3 separate regions of the Mus musculus genome follow, and all the other regions are linked to region 1. The links are chromatin contacts, called in public ChIA-PET maps. All regions are on one chromosome and are shown on one strand. The core of a region is the stretch at or near the end of the contact, and the rest is flanking DNA. Distances in the headings are between cores, read along the strand shown.

Region 1 (3,133 bases), core at 42-2,541:
AAGGCAGTCACAGCATATTAAATGTCTGACTGTCAGAAGGGAAAAGAAGATGAAGGAAATAGTAATGCTTATAAACTATAAATGTTTTCTGGGATCTGTGTAATTTAATATCTTTTAATCCTCTTCAACATGCAGCCGAGTAACTTATTACAAATGGAATTCAAAATATAAGCTGTTATTGCTGGTGTAAGATTTTGAGTGTTATTCAGTGCTCTTGTCCTGATACCAAGAAGCCTAAACTATGTGAAATCATTTTAAACCTTTTTAAGATTGAAATTGACTGCCTTTGAAAAGAATATGTATTAGTTTTCCTTTAAGGTGGTAACTCTTTCTTTTCTTTCATTTGCACATTATGTAAGATAATTACTTTTTAAACAAGTACCACAGAAGGGAACCAAAAGCTTTAATTTTTTTTATTATAGATAATTTTTCTTAGTTCTTGCCCATAAATCCTTTTACTTTCTTGTTGGTTTTATACTTCCTGATTATAGGCATCTAACATTTTCAAATTCAGGCACTAAAACAGTTCAGGACAGTTTATGTTATAGTGTCTTAGTTATTTCTTCTATTCTTGTAGATAATACCATGACCAAGGCAACATACTCTGGGACTCACAGTTTCAGAGGGTTAGAGACCATGACCACTACAGCAGGGAGCATGGCAGCAGGTAGGCAGGCATAGCAGTAGCTAAGCGTTTACATCTTGAAACACAACCAGGAGACAGATGTTAGGAATAGCATAGGCCTTTGAAGCCCCACCAGTGACATGCCTCCTCCAACATGACCGTACTTCTTAATTCTTCTTCCCAAACAGTTTCACCAACCAGAGACCAAGTACTCTCACCAAGTATATGTGAGCCTATGTAGGCCATTCTTATTCAGACCATACATACAGTAAAACCACTAATACAATTTGTATATATTTTCAAGTTCTAGGTTTAGACTTTATTTGTTAGACTTCATACATTGAGAAAATTCTGTTTATTGGCTTGAAGTAGAATGTGGCAAAGTTTGATTCCATATTAAATTTAGAAGCTGCTGCATTAAGAGATTTAAAAAATTCTATCCCATTTTTAGTATGTATTTTCTGTGTGATCAGAAACAATGACTGAATGGAAACAAATTCCAAACTACATGATTTCTTGTAGTGCTTAGAAAAAGACCCTAGGCCTGCAGAGGTGCGCAGACCACTCACATAATAGTATCAAGAGAGGATATGGTCTTATAAATGCCCCAGCAGGGAGCTCATCCTGTCCCGCCCCGTCACCCACTTCCTTAGTGACAGTCTCTGCCCCACAATGCAGAACCATCCTGAAGACTCCAGAAATCAAAAGATGTCACCACTTCTGGCACCACCTTAGTTCAGATCTGTTTCCTGTGGGCACAGAGCAGTAAGTACCCTCTTAACTCATAGGACCCTTCCTCCCTTCCCTTGCTGCCTGGGAATCTTTCTTTTTCTATTTAAATTCTTTAACTCAAATTTTCTCTTCACATTCAGAAGAAAACCCAGACCCCTCACTAGGCTTTCAGTGATGCAGTGGTCCATGTCTCTGATACTCTTTTATTTTTTTTTTCTTCCTGCTGTTTCTCAAATGGAACCTCTTTCCCCTCAAGGCCCATGCTATTCCCTCATTTTCTGCTGTTCTCCTCCTAGATGTTTCCGTGGCTCCCTTTACCTGGTCATTTAGGTCTCCAGTAAAGATGTCACTTTCCTAGAAATGTTCCCTTGCTCGTGTGTGTAGTTTGAATCCTGTTCAGTGGCAGAATTATGACTTCGGTCACATTCTGTTCTCCAGTTCCCAGAACACTGAGTGTCTGCTCTACATAGTTCTTCCTAGGGAAGAGGATTATAGGAGAGCATTGTCAGGCCCATCTGCTTTAAAACAAAGTATATAAGGAACACTTAATAATATGCAGAGAAATGAATGTTATTGTAATCTGCTGATTAAGTGACTCTGCTAACACACTTTCACAGAAATACTGTAAACGGACCTTTTCATTAATATGATTCTATATTCAAGGAAGATCATAAGCTTAAGTCATTCTTGGGCTGCTGAGGTAGTTCGAGTCTTTCTTAGCAATTTATATTGAGGTCCTGTCTCAAGATGAGGATTAAAATGATGAATGGAGTATAGTTGGAAGGTGAGTACTTGCCTCACATGCAGAAGGTCCTAGGTTCATTTCTAAGCACCACATGTGTAGGGGCACACATATGGATGTGCACACGCACACACACACACACACACACACACACACACACACTGTAAGTAGGAAAGGATATAGCCTGTGACATAAAACCTGTATTTGTAGCTCCGAGTTTACTGATGAGACTGCAGGAAAGCAGGTTCTCTGACCTCAGGTGCCCTTGGCTGCAGACCAAGAGGGATGTTTCCCACCTCAGAGGCTGGCTAGTGGATGTAGCTGCAGTGCATGGAGAACATGGACAGTGCCTTGCATGGAGGCTCTGAAGCATTGTAGCATGTATCTTTAAACAGTAGGAGAATACCAGAGAGAACTCTGGTTTATTTCCTTAATCTTTTGCACCAACCACTGAAGAGTGGCTTGCAGTTTATTTAGAAAAGATGTGCACATTTAAGGAGGTCTGACACTATCATCTTTATTTATAGCTTAGAATTCTCTTTAAAAATCTTCATGAAAGAAAAATAAGTTTCACATTACTGGCAATGAAATTGGCTATAATAAAATGTCTATTTTCATACTAGCTTCTCTATTTGCAGTTAAACTTTCAAATGTCCATTGCTAATCATAATTTAAATAACATGTTTAATTGTGCTGTTAGACTTACTATTAATACTTTTGAGAGATTGCTAATTTTATATGTATAAAAGATTTTCCTCACTTGCTCCCCGAACTGACAAGTTCAGCTGGCCTCAGTAGCATGTTTCTTTACTGACCGCCAGGCACTGTCACGACACCCTCAGGACTGGGGTTGGTTGGCTGGTTTTGTTGTTGTTTCATTTTTGTTTCATCTCGTCTCGTCTCGTCTCGTCTCCTCTTTCTTTCTTTCTTTCTTTCTTTCTTTCTTTCTCTCTCTCTCTCTCTCTCTCTCTCTCTCTCTCTCTCTCTCTCTCTCTCTCTCTCTCTCTTTCTTTTGTTTTTTTTTTGTTTTTGGT
Region 2 (3,185 bases), core at 44-2,543, 190 kb before region 1:
CATTTCTCAACTCTTGGTCTTCTGTTTATCCCATGCAAACAAGCTGAGTTCCCCTTTGAAGGTCATACTTAACTGAGCCATACTGAACCATACGTAAATGATCAGATTAAATATTACTTACATATAAAATTTTGGATTCTGAGGGGGATTAATATAACCTAGTGAGGGTGAGTTATTGCATTTATTTTTATAAATATTCTCTACAAATCTAGGAGATGTAATTGGTTCTAATATAAATTAGACTATGGCAGTTTATTTTTTTTAAGTAACTGGCTGAAAGTTCAAGAAAAACTGATCCTGAAAATGGTTGGTTCCAAAGCCCAGGCTTAGTCCACCGGAGGTCAGGGCTCTGGAGTCTCTTGACTCATGCTGTATTTACTGAGCTCACTCATAGCAGGGTTCCCTGAAGATTCCACTTTTCCACATTCTGTTTAATTAATTCCCCAAGGGCAGAACAACAAAGTGTTTTTCACTAGAGAAAGCATGCAAACAGATACAAGAAGAGGATTTCCACATGAAGGAACTCTGAAGTGGAGGCCAGAGAGACAGTCGATTGTAGATCTTTATTTTCTTCTCCGTGGAAAGGTCTAAGGACAAAGTATAGCATATGCTGATGAGACCATAAGCTGCTGTGCCCATTGCAATTGTTCTAATAAATTAAATTCCTCTAGTTGCATGCTTCTAGAGAGCTTAGCCGTTAGGTGACCTTTACTATCAGCCTGGAATGGTTCCTTCCTCTGGGGAAGGTCTAGATCACACTATCCATCACATTTCCTCTATCCTAATGAAAGATGGGATATGTCTGTCTGTGGAGTTCATAAACTAAAAAGTTTATGTCTGAGATATAACAATTCACTTGCAACTGGATATGAGGACAGGAGGTTTCTCTCTTCTAGCATACATTGTAGAAGGAGGATCTCTGAGTTTGAGGCCAGCCTGGTCTACAGAGAGAGTTCCAGGACAGCTAGGGCTATGCAGAGAAACCCTGTCTTGCAAAAAACAACAAAACAAAACAAAAACACAGTGGAACTGTAGACCTATGAATAGTAATAGCAACCTAAAAACTAAAGCCAATATTTAGTGGTCACTAGGGATCATGTGCTTTGTATCTGATCATGGTTTATTTTGAGTCTTTGAAAAAGAAAAAAAGAAAGACATAGGTAGATTATTATCCCCTTAACAACCTAGGAAGGCCGAGTGAGATGACTCAGTGGGGAAAAGTGTTTGCTGATAACCTTGACAAGCTGAGCTCAGTCACCAGGACCCACGCGTGGGAAGGAAAGAATCGACTCCTGGAAGTTGTCCTCTTTTGATCTCCGTGCATACAGACACACAGACACAGACAGACAGAAGGCAGGCACACACACACCACAAAAGACACATCTTTTTTCTTTTTTTTTAACTGAGAAACTGAGGCCTATAGAGAATACTTTTTCTCTGTGCTCTAGCAGCTGAACACTGCCTTTCGATTTTGTCTATTTTTGGCTTTTTTTTTGGTTTTGGTTTTGGTTTTGGTTTTTTTGTTTTTTTGTCTCTAAGACATAGTCTGACTCTGAAGCTCTGGCCAGCATCTAATTACAAAGACCTTCCTGTCTCGGTCTCCCAAGTGCCGGGATTACAAGAACCGGACAACATGTCCAACTACAATTCTTAAGTGTAACGTCATACTGTGAACCACGGGTGTTTCCAAAATTGCAAAATTAATTTGGAAAGTTATCTAGAACCATTTTGATGTTCTAAAAACATTTAAAAATGTTTGGGCAAGGGACTGGAGAGGTGATGGCTCAATGGTTAAGAGCACTGACTGCTCTTCCAGTGGTCATGAGTTCAATTCCTAGCAACCCCATGGTGGTTCACAACCATCCATAATGAAATAGGATGTCCTTCTCTGGTGTGTCTGAAGACAGCAACAGTGTACTTACATACATTAAATAAATAAACAAACAAACAAACAAACAAATAAATAAATAGATATTTTAAAAAAATGTTTGGGCAAAAAGTGTCCAGATAGTTGATTACCCATTTAAAACAAAAACAAAAACAAGAACAAAAACAAAACCCAAAACCAACAACACTTGAATACTTAGTGAGCAGTAGCCTGCTGGTGGGGGCTGGGTGGGAGGTGAGGGACTTGAGTTAAATACAGATTTTACCTTTAAATCCCAACAGCCCAGAAATAAAATATCACAATCGCCCATACTCAAGAAGTAATGAAGATCCACTCTTAGGCTAGAGGGCCAGAGTTTCCTTTTTATTTTATGCAAAAATGACATAATTTCTTTCCTTCATTCCTTTCTTTTTAGGTTATAGGAATTAAACTCGGAACCTTACCTATGCAAGGCACGTTTTGTTTTCTCGTTTTTAGATTGAGATCTATCTGACATACAATACATGGCACAGATGGACGTACATAATTTGGTAAGCGCATGTACATCCCTACACACACTAATGAAGGTAATAAGCAACTTCTCATTCCAGAGCTGTGCTCCTCCTGTGCTGCTGGGGGTCTAACTCGGGGCCTTCTAGCTGTCTCACAAGTACTATGCCACTGAACTACATCCAAGGTAAAACACTTGCTCTGGGCTCAATTTTAATCCTACTTCTTCCTGCCTTTCTTCCTTCCCAGGTGTCTACTGGTCTACCTTAGGTAACTATGGTTTAATTTGATATTCTACAATACCACAAATAGAATCATATAATATGGACTCTCTTATGGAGTCCTTTTACTTAGCATCATTGGGATTCAGCTATATTGCTACATATATCAATAGCTAACTCTTTTTTTCATGTACTGAATGGTGTATATCAGAACATGTTTAACCATTCACCTGTTGACAGCATTAATTGTAATAAATAATTTTCATCAGATTGGCTCAAATTATCTTCTAACCACCCTACAATATCTTATTTTGCATTTGTGTGTGTGTGTGTGTGTGTGTGTGTATGTGTGTGTGTGTGTCCATGACATCATATAAGACTAGATGACAACTTTTAGAAGATAGTCCTCTCCATCTGAAGATCAAGCTTGTTGAAAAACACATGCTGAAACTTCTAGAAGGCCCAGTTTTATCTTTCTAAAAAGGCCTTAAATATTGAATAGAGGGGCTGGAGAGATGGCTCAGTGGTTAAGAGCACTGACTGCTCTTCCAGAGGTCCTCACTTCGATTCCCAGCAACCACATGGTG
Region 3 (3,324 bases), core at 76-2,575, 260 kb before region 1:
GGCTAAGTCCACGACAGGCTTCAAATTAGCAGCTAAGGAGACGAGGTCTAAAAACCCAGGCTTCAGGCAGCTAATTAGAAACTGCCCCACCACCTGGCCTGAAACAAGGACAATGGGTCAGCAGTTCCCAGCCAGCCCCCACGCCCCAGTAATGGAATGTCCTTCGAGATAGCATAAGACACAGCCTACCACCCCCCACCCCAGATTCCTCAGCCAGTTTCCAGGCACCATACCCTAGTATGGTTCTGGAATACCTAGAGACAGAGTAAGACAAAGCCCACCTACCCCAGGATTCCACTAAGGTGCTTTAAATTGGTCCTGCGGGCTCACTTCAGGCTCTATCTTGGTAACGGGAGACCCCAGCATGCTGGACTTCTACAGAATAAAAACAGTGTTTGCGTTTACATACTATTAGAATCCGGGGTATCATTCTTCGTTACAGTGGGTGTTTCGAGACTACCTAATCCTATGTTTGCTTTTATTTGATTAAAAACCCAAATCGTTCCAAATCCCTTTGCTAAGCAAATAAACGATTCGACTTATTTCGTTCATATACTGCACACTAAAACTCGAAACTGATGACCACTTTAAATAAGAAACAAATCTCTAGCCAACAGGTAGAGGGCCTATATGGCCAGAAGCCTTTTGGAAACGTTGGAAATCGTTCCATTCTCTCAATTCTATACCCAAGTGGCTCTGCTTCTTCCTCCCAGACTGTCTTAATTTGTAAATGTGCAAGCTGCTAAGGTGAAAACCGCAGTAACTCAGCCGCGTTTTGCGGTCCGTGAGACGTGCCCCGACTGCGACTTGCAGTGTGGGTCTCCCAGGAAGGCGGCGCAGTCACATTTTTCCAAACCTGGGCTCTCGACATTTAGAAAGCCGCGAGGGAGGCGAAGATGGTCAACTGGCTTTCTTACAACCTTAAGTCTCAAGTCAGAAAAGCGTGACTTTCCATTTGGCTCTGGAATGGAGGTGAACTCGGAAATGGAGACCCGCAGGCGCGCGGGGGAGGGGCGAGAGGGGCCAGAAGAAAGGGAAAGGCCTTTCTCTAAGCTGACGCGCGGTCACGCGGCTTTCTCCCGACGTGGGCTCTCGCCATTGGTCGAGCTGCCGCTGACGTAAGCGTCGCTGCCGGGCGCGAACCGCGGCGAAGGCGGCGCTGCGTTGGAAGTTGGCGAGGCGCGCGCGCTCCCGCCGGCGGCCCAATCCCCGCTCTCCACCCTCGGCCCGCCAACGCGGTGGACCAGTCGCGCTCCGCTTTCTCATGACTCCGCCCCCAGTGGGCGGGCGGCGCGCGGATAGCACATCACGTGGTGACTGGCCCCGCCTCTTCCTCTCGGTCCCATATTGAACTCGAGTTGGAAGAGGCGAGTCCGGTCTCAAAATGGAGGTAAAACCGCCGCCCGGTCGCCCCCAGCCTGACTCCGGCCGTCGCCGCCGCCGCCGGGGGGAGGAGGTATTAGGGGGAGAGCGGGGGGTTGCTGGGTAGTTGCCGGCATGGGGGGGCTTTGGCTCGATGGGAGTGGGGAGGCCGGGGAGACCGGGACGATCGTCCCGCGCTTTGCGCTGAGGGCGGTGGGAGGGGGAGGGGAGCGGGCCGGGTGGCCTCCTCCGGGCCCTCCGTCGGCCTGGTCCTCTCGGTCGGCCGCACCGGCAGCCCTCGAAGACGCGGCGGGGCCGGGGAGTGGCTCGGCAGCCGGGCGAGGATGCCCTCGGGCTGCGCGGCCTGACTTAGCGAGGCCGCGGGCGGCATGGCGGGCCTCCGCGGGAGCGGTTGGGAGGAGGCGGTGGGGGAGGGGAGGAGCACATCCGGGCGAGCGAGCAGGCGGGCGGCGGCCGCATTGACATTGATCCGCCGCCGCCGCGTTACGAAATGGCGCAGTGGCCCGCAATGGCCGCCGCCTGGCTACGCCGCCAAGAAGGAGTGCGCGGGGATTGGAGGGGACGGCGGGAGGCGGCCCGGCGTTTCTGCCGCAGATGGCCTCCAGGCTCCGGGCGCGGTGCTTTCCGCTGGGGTGCTCCCGACGTGGATCTAGGCCTTGGCGGGCCTTCTGGGTGATGACAATCCGCGCAATACTCGGGCCGGATTTTCTCAGCGCTCATTTGGGGATACATTACTGAAAAGCTTGCTGCTTTAAGGTGCTTCCTAACCCGCTGCTTGTGCTCAAGTATTTGGAATGAGAGTATTTACAGCGTCCTGTGGTTGAAGTCTTAACCATTTCGGGGGTTTGAGTGTAGATGTGTTTACTTGGAGCTTAATATTTTTATTGATCTAATTTCTCATACTTCGGATTGGCCCGGATTTTGGTTTTCCTGGATTTTGGTTTTAGAGAACTGCGACCACACTAGAAAATACCACGATTACGAGAATTTTGTGTGTATAGAGATGCTTTTTGTGTATTGTCAAATTCATTTATGCGAGGCTTGAATAAAGGGGTTTTACGTGAATTTGGGTAGTTGGGTTTCTGGTATGTGGCTGTCTGCATATTGAATGTTCTAACTAATATTTCCAGAAGATGGAAGAAAGTGAGCCCCCTTTAAGGGCTTGTGTTGAATTGTCTTAATGCGTTCATTAAAAGCGGTTCACTCGAAAGTAAAATCTTCAAAAAGAAAACCACAGGCTAGATATTTTCTAAGTCTCTCAGTTACGGTTTTGTTTCTAATTCCTCTGGTCAGGCGGTATATGCTATACCTTGTAAATCCAAATTACACGCTTGTGAATGTAAGGATCGCATTCGAAATAACTTGAAACTATATGATGTAAGTGGGTATAACCAAGGTAAATTGATTACAGAAAGCTAAGTAGTGGAACCAGGTGTGAATGGTGCGTGCACACCTGTTACCCTAGTATTTGAAAGGCTAAGGTAGGACTGCCTCAAGTTCAAGGCTAGCTTAGCCTGCCTTTCCTTGAGAGCCAGCCTCAAAACCCTCACCCACCCTTTTAACCCCCACAAGGTATCACGGGGTTAAGTCTTGGCTGTGTTTTGTGGGATATGCCTAATTTGCTTGGGAATGTCTTTTAATAACTGAAATGTTATTAGCTGGAAATGTGAATTTCTCTTAATTTCCCGTTGTAAGCTTCTAAGTTGCATTTCATAGATCATGTTTTAAAATTACAGGTTTGTTGGTGTTGCAGACTGAGGACAGTGGAGATGGCACGGGCAGTCTTTGGGGTTTATTTTTCTAGTGAATGATTTGTTAGAAACATCTGAAATACTCTAGACTTTTTAGTTGTAGCTTAAAGTTTAAAAAATCTGGGACTGTTTGGGGGTTCAGTTTAATGTGACCCCAGATACCATTTTAGTGGGATATTTTTGTTTTTAA

The links. ChIA-PET counts read pairs in DNA pulled down with a chosen protein or histone mark.
Region 2: an RNA polymerase II ChIA-PET map of memory CD8 T cells shows a contact between it and region 1, with 15 read pairs. The contact joins two enhancer-like sites. A contact is called at or near these places in 2 of 115 datasets of contacts at active chromatin or transcription factors (effector CD8 T cells and memory CD8 T cells) and 2 of 9 other capture datasets (liver and pancreatic islet).
Region 3: a contact with region 1 is called in an RNA polymerase II ChIA-PET map of memory CD8 T cells, with 65 read pairs. The contact joins the promoter of Hnrnpa3 here to the enhancer-like site in region 1. A contact is called at or near these places in 1 of 39 promoter capture datasets (second pharyngeal arch cranial neural crest), 5 of 115 datasets of contacts at active chromatin or transcription factors (bone marrow-derived macrophages, effector CD8 T cells, extraembryonic endoderm stem cells and 2 more) and 2 of 9 other capture datasets (adipose tissue and pancreatic islet).

What each region holds. Positions count from the first base shown.
Region 1 is chr2:75,913,945-75,917,077 of GRCm38.p6, forward strand. The region is part of intron 19 of Agps (alkylglycerone phosphate synthase); the gene reads left to right. Among named protein-coding and RNA genes, the nearest start is that of Ttc30b, 23 kb to the right of the region's middle. Within about 2 kb of position 1,292, at least 12 of the 459 cell types and tissues checked have an H3K27ac peak or open chromatin away from gene starts, as enhancers often do. A contact at or near this core is called in effector CD8 T cells, memory CD8 T cells and pancreatic islet, where this site is marked.
Region 2 is chr2:75,719,183-75,722,367 of GRCm38.p6, forward strand. No RefSeq gene overlaps it. Among named protein-coding and RNA genes, the nearest start is that of E030042O20Rik, 14 kb to the left of the region's middle. Within about 2 kb of position 1,294, at least 44 of the 459 cell types and tissues checked have an H3K27ac peak or open chromatin away from gene starts, as enhancers often do. A contact at or near this core is called in memory CD8 T cells, where this site is marked.
Region 3 is chr2:75,657,934-75,661,257 of GRCm38.p6, forward strand. Hnrnpa3 (heterogeneous nuclear ribonucleoprotein A3) reads left to right here and starts at 1,326. Exons shown (of 11, transcript NM_053263.1): 1 at 1,326-1,390. The coding sequence starts at 1,385. It overlaps Gm39859 (predicted gene, 39859), which reads right to left and starts at 1,004. Exons shown (of 3, transcript NR_166143.1): 1 at 857-1,004; 2 at 286-375.